2 separate regions of the Danio rerio genome follow, and region 1 is linked to region 2. A link is a contact called in public Micro-C data. All regions are on one chromosome and are shown on one strand. Each heading gives the region's core, a stretch centred on a gene start, on an enhancer-like site or on the middle of the called end of the contact. The rest is flanking DNA. Distances are from core to core; before and after follow the strand shown. Region 1 overlaps scfd2 (sec1 family domain containing 2). Region 2 overlaps LOC141379564 (a long non-coding RNA gene).

Evidence for each region. A called contact is a pair of places that touch in the nucleus more often than the background predicts.
Region 1: a contact with region 2 is called in a Micro-C map of caudal fin, with 9 times the contacts expected there. The contact joins two enhancer-like sites. A contact is called at or near these places in 2 of 18 Hi-C or Micro-C datasets (caudal fin and an unstated tissue).

Annotation. Positions count from the first base shown.
Region 1 is chr20:25,491,515-25,495,709 of GRCz12tu, reverse strand. All of the region lies in intron 5 of scfd2 (sec1 family domain containing 2), which reads right to left. Among named protein-coding and RNA genes, the nearest start is that of rasl11b, 130 kb to the left of the region's middle. Within about 2 kb of position 1,424, at least 12 of the 62 cell types and tissues checked have an H3K27ac peak or open chromatin away from gene starts, as enhancers often do. A contact at or near this core is called in caudal fin, where this site is marked.
Region 2 is chr20:25,072,943-25,077,446 of GRCz12tu, reverse strand. It overlaps LOC141379564 (a long non-coding RNA gene), which reads right to left. Exons shown (of 3, transcript XR_012396420.1): 3 at 4,313-4,504. It also overlaps a transcript of pdgfra not described here. Among named protein-coding and RNA genes, the nearest start is that of gsx2, 41 kb to the right of the region's middle. Within about 2 kb of position 2,611, at least 2 of the 62 cell types and tissues checked have an H3K27ac peak or open chromatin away from gene starts, as enhancers often do. A contact at or near this core is called in caudal fin, where this site is marked.

The DNA.
Region 1 (4,195 bases), core at 175-2,674, 420 kb before region 2:
ATAAATAAACAAACAAACATGCTGTGTTATGTAGAATAAAAAATTGAGCCAAGTACTGAGGAAATATAGCTACTATTTAAAGTAATCTGCATTTAAATTAATTGTGTGAAATCTGCTATTTAAGCACATGTTACAAATAACCCTCTGACTGTTACAACTTGGCTCGCAGGTGAGGTAAATAGTAACATTTTTACTCCTGGTAATTTTGGCAATACTGCACAGAAACTATGAGTCTGGCGAGCATAAATTCATTGTTCATTTGTAGAAGAGGTTTGTATTTCGTTAGTAAAAAAAAGAAATATATATATATATATAAAAAAAAAAAAAAAAAAAAAATATATATATATATATATATATATATATATATATATATATATATATATATATATATATATATATATATATATATATATATATGGTTTATCTAACCCCATTACTTTGTTCATTATTTGGCCAAAACCAAAAAGTGTTACTTTGTGCACATCTCTCCATTATTTGTTTAAAAAAGTACCACACTACAACTCTCATTTTAGCAAAAAAAGCATATGACCCCTTACTAAGATTAGACTTTAAAATACCTTTTCCCGTCTAAAAATGGCAAAAACGTTATACAAAAGTTATAAAAGTTTAAAAGTTATAAAGTTTTTATTAACCTCCCCCTGCAGGATGAAACAGGTACAGTCAACGCTGCTGAAATAAGATGTACGTGTCACATACAGTATAGGCTGCCTGTGAACATTCAACAGTAAAACAGACACTTAACCACTTACATACCATAGAACTCTATGAAAACTTCAACTATAAACAAAGACGCAGGAAATGTGAGCCACTCGGTCACGCACCCACAAATATGCATGCATATGTAATAAAATACACATTTAAAAGTATATGAGAACACCAATGCAGCATTCAAGGGCAGTTTGGGATAGTGGCTGCATGGTAATGTGGTGGTGAAGTTTTTATGAACCAAAAGGGGGCACTGTGGCTCCAAGAATCAGGTGGTCTGATTGCTGGCAACTTTATTTCAGTCCTCCCCCATGAGATATAAGTCATGGGCACACACCCACCGTTAAACACACCCACCGTTAAACACACCCACCGTTAAACACACACACACACACACACACACACACACACACACACACACACACACACACACACACACACACACACACACACACACACACACACACACACACACACACACACACACACACACACACACACACTGTAGTAAAACTTGGCCATTTTATTTCATTTTCCTCCGGGAGATTAGCGTCAGTCTAGCTTCGTCCAACTTCTCTCTTTTTTTATAACACACAGGAAAAAAAGGCAAGAAAAGGCACTATATACGCAGCCCAGATGTGCCCCTCTCCGTCACAATTTCCTTCATTCTTCTATTTCCTCCCTCTCTTTTATACCTTCCTTTCTTCTCATCGTCTCTCACTTGCGAACCGGTCCCTTCTTATCATGAGCACAGGTCCCATGAAACAGTGAGAAAGCCTGAGAAAATGCTCGATTGTGCAATTTCTCAATACTTTCTGTCTTGATTTCAACACAAACAAATGGTTCTCACAGTTTGAGATACATCTTGGTGTTTGTTTAACTGAAAGAAGTGTGAGAAATGACACAGATGTTGGTCTCAGAAAGAAAGAGAATGGTAGAATTGTTTGTTTTGTGGTATCTTACCACCTGGTTCACTAATGGAAATATGCAAATTAGTTAATGCAGATAAGTTCCTAGAGAAAAGAAAAAAAAACAGAAAAAAAAACAATTGCACTCTGATGTTTTGCTGCATAGTTTTGAGCACTTTATTGTGGATGTTTCAGTGCACTACTATATGACATATTTTACTGGACAGAATAAAGTGGCTGACACACAGTACTAAACTCAACCTACTCAAAACTAGCTGCTAAAAGTCAGAGAATGCAGATTTCAAATAAATTGCATAGTGTATAGCAGTCACAGACTCAAGTTGTTTAGCTTCATTGTTTGATTGCATCCAGTCGGAGGATATCCACTCATAGTTCAGCCAATTATGTAAGTTTGACACCCAGTGGTTGAACTTGGTATTGCACTCCTGGTTTAAAACACGCAAGCACAGGTTGCCAGATTGACAACAGCAACAAGAGTGTGCTTGACTATTGAAACTAAAGACTGATTTAAACTATGTTCTAAATATGAGCAATAAAGTGCAATAGAAGGAATATTTTCCATATTAAAATGAGTTTTTGTTCTAACCAACACCTGAAATATATACTTTAGAAAAGGCTTCTAATCCTTGCAGCTGAACAACAGAATAAACTGACAATGATCACCTCAGTTACACCTCATGTGCTTTATTCCATGTTAAATGCTAATAATGAGCGTTTGAATGCCATTTTACATGCCATTTATTGCATGAAAGTAGCAGCAGCAGATAGTTCACCTATTTAACTTTTATAAATTTAAATTTAAAATTATATATTTATTATAAATTGTCAAAGAATTGTGACTTAGTGCAAGCCAACACATATCAGTAATTTAGCATGTACATTTAATAATGTTAAAGGTAAAGGTTTAAATGTAAATTTAATGTGTATTTATATAGCGCATTTATTGTGTATGGCCATACACCCAAAGCGCTTCACAATCATGAGGGGGGTCTCTCCACACTACCACCAGTGTGCAGCATCCACTTGGATGATGCGACGGCAGCCACAGGACAATGGCGCCAGTGCGCTCACCACACACCAGCTATAGGTGGAGTGGAGAGACAGTGATCGAGCCAATTCGGTGGAAGGGGATGATTGGGAGGCCATGATCGTAAGGGCCGATAGAGGGACTTTGGCCAGGACACCGGGGTTACACCCCTGCTCTTTCACGAGAAGTGCCATGGGATTTTTTTAATGACCGCAGAGAGTCAGGACCTCGGTTTAACGTCTCATCCGAAAGACGGCAATAATATTAATATTAATATGTATTAATTAGATTATAAACCTTACCATTTCGTTTTGCAGTGAGTGCAATTTTCAGTGCTTCTGAATGGCTGTATTTAAATTTCTGTTGTGTTTTGTCTGGTGCAACAGCCAAATTGCTTATCACTGCAAATCTCGTCATGTAGCGTGTTGTTCGGACATGGTGTTACAATGTAACCTGCTTAACAAATGTATACATTTGGAATGTTTATGTTATTTGCTAATTACTGATGACCTCATATGGAACGCCGAATCTGCTTCTCATTTCAGAGTCTGCTACTGTCCACCGGAGGTCACATTTCGGTCACAGGCGCATACTTTAAGTGCCTTTCTGACTGAATGAATGAAATACACGGTCTTCCACAAAGGCCACCCGCGGTGCTGAAATATAATTGGCTAAACTGGCATTGGGTGGGTTAAAAGAACCAAAACAAAGACAGACATTCTGGCACGTAAAGCACATTATTATAGCAGAATATCGGTCTTTAGCATAGTTTTTTAGATAAACAAGAATGTTTAAAGGGCACAAAATCACAGAGGTAAAGAAGAAATTGAACTGGAGCTCCACCATAGACAAGAAAAAAATATATATTTTGCTGAAGAACAAACGCTGTCATTACATGGACAACAATCACAACAGCAAGTTGGGTGGTGATCAGCGGCTTGTTTATTGTGCTTGTTTACTGTGCTCATCTCCTGCACAGTATATTTCCACATTTGCTTCATCTGTCCTGCATCTTCTATCAGCAAGCCACATGTTTCTAGGCAAGTTTGTTGTGCTTGGAAAGACCTGAAAGTCTGATAGTATATAATCCTCAGTTGTGTAGTGTATAATGTCAGGCATTTCTGTGAAATCATTTATCAAGTCGGGAAGTGCATAATGGCAAATGTTTGCAAAATACACACTTACCGGCCACTTTATTAGGTAAAGCTGTCCAACTGCTTGTTAATGCAAATTTCTAATCAGCCAATTACATGGCAGCAACTTAATGTCTTAAGGCATGACATAGTCAAGGCGATCTTCTACAGTTCAAATCAAGCATCAGAACGGACAAGAAAGGAGATTTAAGTGACTTTGAACGTGGCATGGTTGATAGTGCTAGACAAGCTGGTCTGAGTATTTCAGAAACTGCCGACATACTGGGATTTTCATTCACAAAAAGAGAAAATGGTCTAAAAAAGAGAAAATATCCAGTGAGCGGCAAATGCCTTGTTGATGCCAGAGGTCAGAGGAGAAT
Region 2 (4,504 bases), core at 1,362-3,861:
TTTCAAACCAATTGATTTCAGTTCTGCAAACTTATATATATATTTGTTTATTTTGAGTCATATATATACACATGTTATTTGTGTTCATATTGTCAAACATAAATGATTAATTACTTAAACAATTTAAGTTCATTTAATTGAACAAATTAAGTCCAAAAAACTAGCTACAGGTACCCAAATGGTTTGGTATTGTTTCTAGCATAAAACAGAATTAATGGATTCATAACTGATTCGATTTGAGTTCTACTTAATATAATTAGTTTATGAGTTGCCAAAACTCTTTTAATTAATTCACTTTTTTACTAATTTCACTAACTAATAATTAACTTGTAAAAAATTATAAGTTTATTTTATTTCTATTAGTGTTTTCACTGTTTGGTTTTACAGTGTATGATTTATTTCACAACACTTGGATAACAGAAATCAAACTGTTTAGATTGAGTCTCACGTGTTGCTTTTGGTCTTCTGGTAACTTTTTTCCAGTGTGTATTAAGGTAAATGGAGATTTAAGATTTGTGTGGGTGAGCGAGCAGGACTCAACCTCTCCACCGCACACCACAGAGACACTAACACACATGCTTCAGCAGATTATGACCACTAATCTCACTTTATGGCATGCTGCCTCAGGACGAACACTCACACATTCACTTTCTCTCTGATCTGCTGCTGCACACACATTCAGCTGGACGCTGGCCAGGCATCAGATCACTGTCAGTTCAGCTGAAGTGAGTGGATGAATGAATTCAAGATGAGATTTCTGTGACTGTAATAAGAGTAGCTGTACTCCTGTTGATAAAAATGACAGTTGACACTTGTGGCGCACAGTGGCTTCAAAAGTTTTGAATACTGAAGTCACATGTAAAATGTAGGAATGTTTATTTGCCCAAGTAACATTTCTAATAAAATATATAACATAGTTATTGAAACTAGGCATAGGCTGGTATAGGATTCTGATGATATAATAACCTTGGATAAAAAGTATCACAGTTTAACGGTATTTTCACTACTGCTCTAAAATATATTCTTTTTAAGTGTCTGGGTAAAAAAACAGAAAAATTTTTCCCCTTTGAAGACAATATATTTTATTTTAAGAAACATATTTAAAAAAAAAACAGTATTTTGGAGCAGTAAACATGTCAGGCTAAATAATTCAAATGAATCATTGACATCTGCTGTCTTCATTAGTTTAAAATGGCGTCTGGATATCTTTTCGCTGGAGATTCTGTTGTTTTAAAAAAACAACAACAACAAAATATATGAATAAAAAATTCTACACACACCTTAGGAATGGTATAACAGAAAATTTTGTCTGTTTTAAAACCTTGACTTTTATAAACCGCGGTATACTTTGAAAACTATTATCAACCCCTGACTAATTGAAACAGTTATTTACACCCCTTATTCTTGGCTCCTCCTGGAATTTTTATTTTATTAAGTCCACATGAGCCGGAAGCTGCAACTTTTTTTTGTTTATTTATTTATTTTATTGTGACAGTTCCTAGAGAAACAATATGGAAAGGCAAACCAATGGGCGTGGCATGTTTTTTTCTGCTGCAAGCTGAATGGATGTAGTAAAGTGGGCATTTCATTCAGAAAGTTGGGGAAAAGGGCTTGGGAAGAGACTAAACACTAAACTCCTCCTTCTCACCATTTCTGTTTGTTGTCAAAACTGACAGTTGGAGCAGCGTGGTTAAAAATGTAAGCCACGTCCAATTCCTAAGATATACAGTTAAAGTCAGAATTAATTGCCCCCCTTTGATTTGTATTTTTATTTTTAAAATATTTCCTAAATGATGTTTACCAGAGCAAGGAAATTTTTACAGTATGTCTGATAATATGTTTTATTTTGGAGAAAGTCTTATTTGTTATGTTTTGGCTAGAATAAAAGCAGTTCTTAAATTTTTATGAACCATTTTAAGGTCAAAGTTATTAGCCCCTTTAAGCAAATTTTTGTTGGGCTGTCAACAGAACAAACCAACGTTATATAACAACTTGCCTAATTACCCTAACCTGCCTAGTTAAGCCTTTAAATTTCACTTTAAACTGTATAGAAGTGTCTTGAAAAATATCTAAAATATTATTTACTGTCACCATGGCAAAGATAAAATAATTCAGTTATTATAAATGAGTTATTAAAACTATTATGTTTAGAAATGTTAAAAAAAACCTCTCTGTTAAACAGAAATTGGGGGAAAAAATAAACAGGGGGGCTAATAATTCTGACTTCAACTGTACGTAATCTGACAATTGAACTGAAAACAAACAGGAAATGCATTTTTAGATTTCAATTTAAGATTAGAAGGGCAAACATTTTTTTTCTTAATGACATGCACAGATGAATTGTTCACCACAAAACTAGCAATGTGAGCTAACAAAATCATATGGTTAGTTTTGATTTCATGGGGACTTTAAGAGTGAACGGTCACATTTCTGAAATGGAAGTCAGGAGGAAAGAATTAAAAGTTGATGATAGTGTCATGATTCATTCATGTTTTCTTGATTAATGTCTTTGATATTTGTTCTCACTTTTCACTTTAACAGGCTTGTGGTTACCGTCCCCAGCTCTGATTCACATTAAGGCTATGTAAGGAGGCCTGATCTCTGTTTATATGTGTTCATGCCTCTACATGTCAGTGTGAGAAAGGACTGTTTCTGATCAGTGCATTTGAAAGTAGTGTGTGGGCTTTTGTGATGTGTCATTAATAGTTTTGCCATGTGTTAGAAGTTTATCACTCTATAGTAAGCAGCGAGTCTTGCAGTCTCGATGTATGTCAGCATTTAAGTTACAAATATATGTGTGTGCACTCAATGCTGTTTTGTTGCGGTCTGAAGATGCTCTTGAAGTTCGGGGCTTTGTGTTGTTGCTTTTTTTAGCATCTGGGGGTTTGAAAAAAAGTTGGATTTACTTGGCAAACACAAGAGGCGAGACCCTTTTAAAGCCACTTCAGAAGTGAAAAAATCTAAGGAAAAAGTCTCAGTTCACAATTTACTTGATTTATGCTTCACTTGACATTGTGAGAATAAACAGTGACAATCAGCACTTTGTGGTGTCAGCAGAAAGCACTGTGACACTGACACTGATGTGTATACTGTACCCACATAGCAAAATTTCTCTGGCCCACACAATCAGCTTTTGATTGGCCCACATGCTGCATAAATTACAGTACATGATTGGACCAAATCTGGCTTCCATACAAAGGCCAAACATGGACCATATCTGGTCCAAGTCTCAGCCAAGTTAAGAACCCATAACTGGGCCAGATATGTTGACTGCATGACTGCAATAAATTTGATAAACCCATTTAGCATTTCACTTTTTGGTCATGCTTTTTCTTGAAGTGACTTAATTTTTTTTCTTCTCAAAAATAATTTAAACGTATTTTAAAAGTGGGTCAATTTAGGCCAAACTTACGTTGATCACATAAAAATTTTTAACATCTAGGCCAAATGTTAGTCTTGAGTGCCACCTATAAGACGATGCCACCTCTGCCAAACCCAGGCCATGTTTGGAAAACATACTGTATGCCAGTCCAAGACAAATGCCTGCTGTACCAGCTTTATGCCAAATCTGGCAGGCAGAGTGAGAGAGAGATGCAGATTGACAAAGTATCAAATGACAAATGAAAAAAACTTACATACTGTTTGCTTTATTTGTCCGTCTGATTGTTCATGAAATTTATAAAAATCCAAACTGGTAAAACAACTGAAAATACCATTATGAAACAATAGTTTTTCTCCAATTTATGATGGCCAAAATTATTTCCATTTCTCATAAATATTCGTAAAAGTAGCGTTTTAAAGTGCGTATTGTCAAGAAAGAATAACATTTTTGGAATCAAGAATAACTAATCAAAGCTGTATTTAAGCAGTTTTTAGACTTTACATTAAAATGACATTATTCACTTGTTGCATTTAAAGTTATTTCCACTTTTTATAGTGTTAGTGTGAATTAATTTTATTATTAACATATTAATTACTGTACTCGAAATTTAAGACCTTTTTATAAATATGCTTTACATAATTTACGTTAACGAAAAAGTTTGCTAATGCCTTTATTTATGTTTATTGCATAGTAAGCATCATTTATGTAGCAAATCGACAGCCTGTTATGTAGTATGAATAAATAAATAAATAAATTGAAACTTTAAAAAGATTATTATTTAAAATGATTTAAATAAAAAAGTAATAATAAATAGATATTAAATAAATAGAATTATCTACAAATAATTCAATTTTGATTGTTTATTTTCAAGTATTGTAAAAAAGAAATTACAAAAGATTTTGAAATGTCTATTTTTGTCTGTTTTCTTTTCATTAAACAATTGTGTTTGTATTTCTTAAAGGTGATTTTAACTGAACTTCTGTATAAGTGTGCTATGCTTTGCTTTCCAATAAAGCATTTTTGCAAAAGTAGATAAAGCTGATAGAGATGCACAGGCCTGATTGTAATTAACTTTAGCTCTGCCGCTAAAAACTTCCTGTCAACAGAAATGTGTTAAAACTG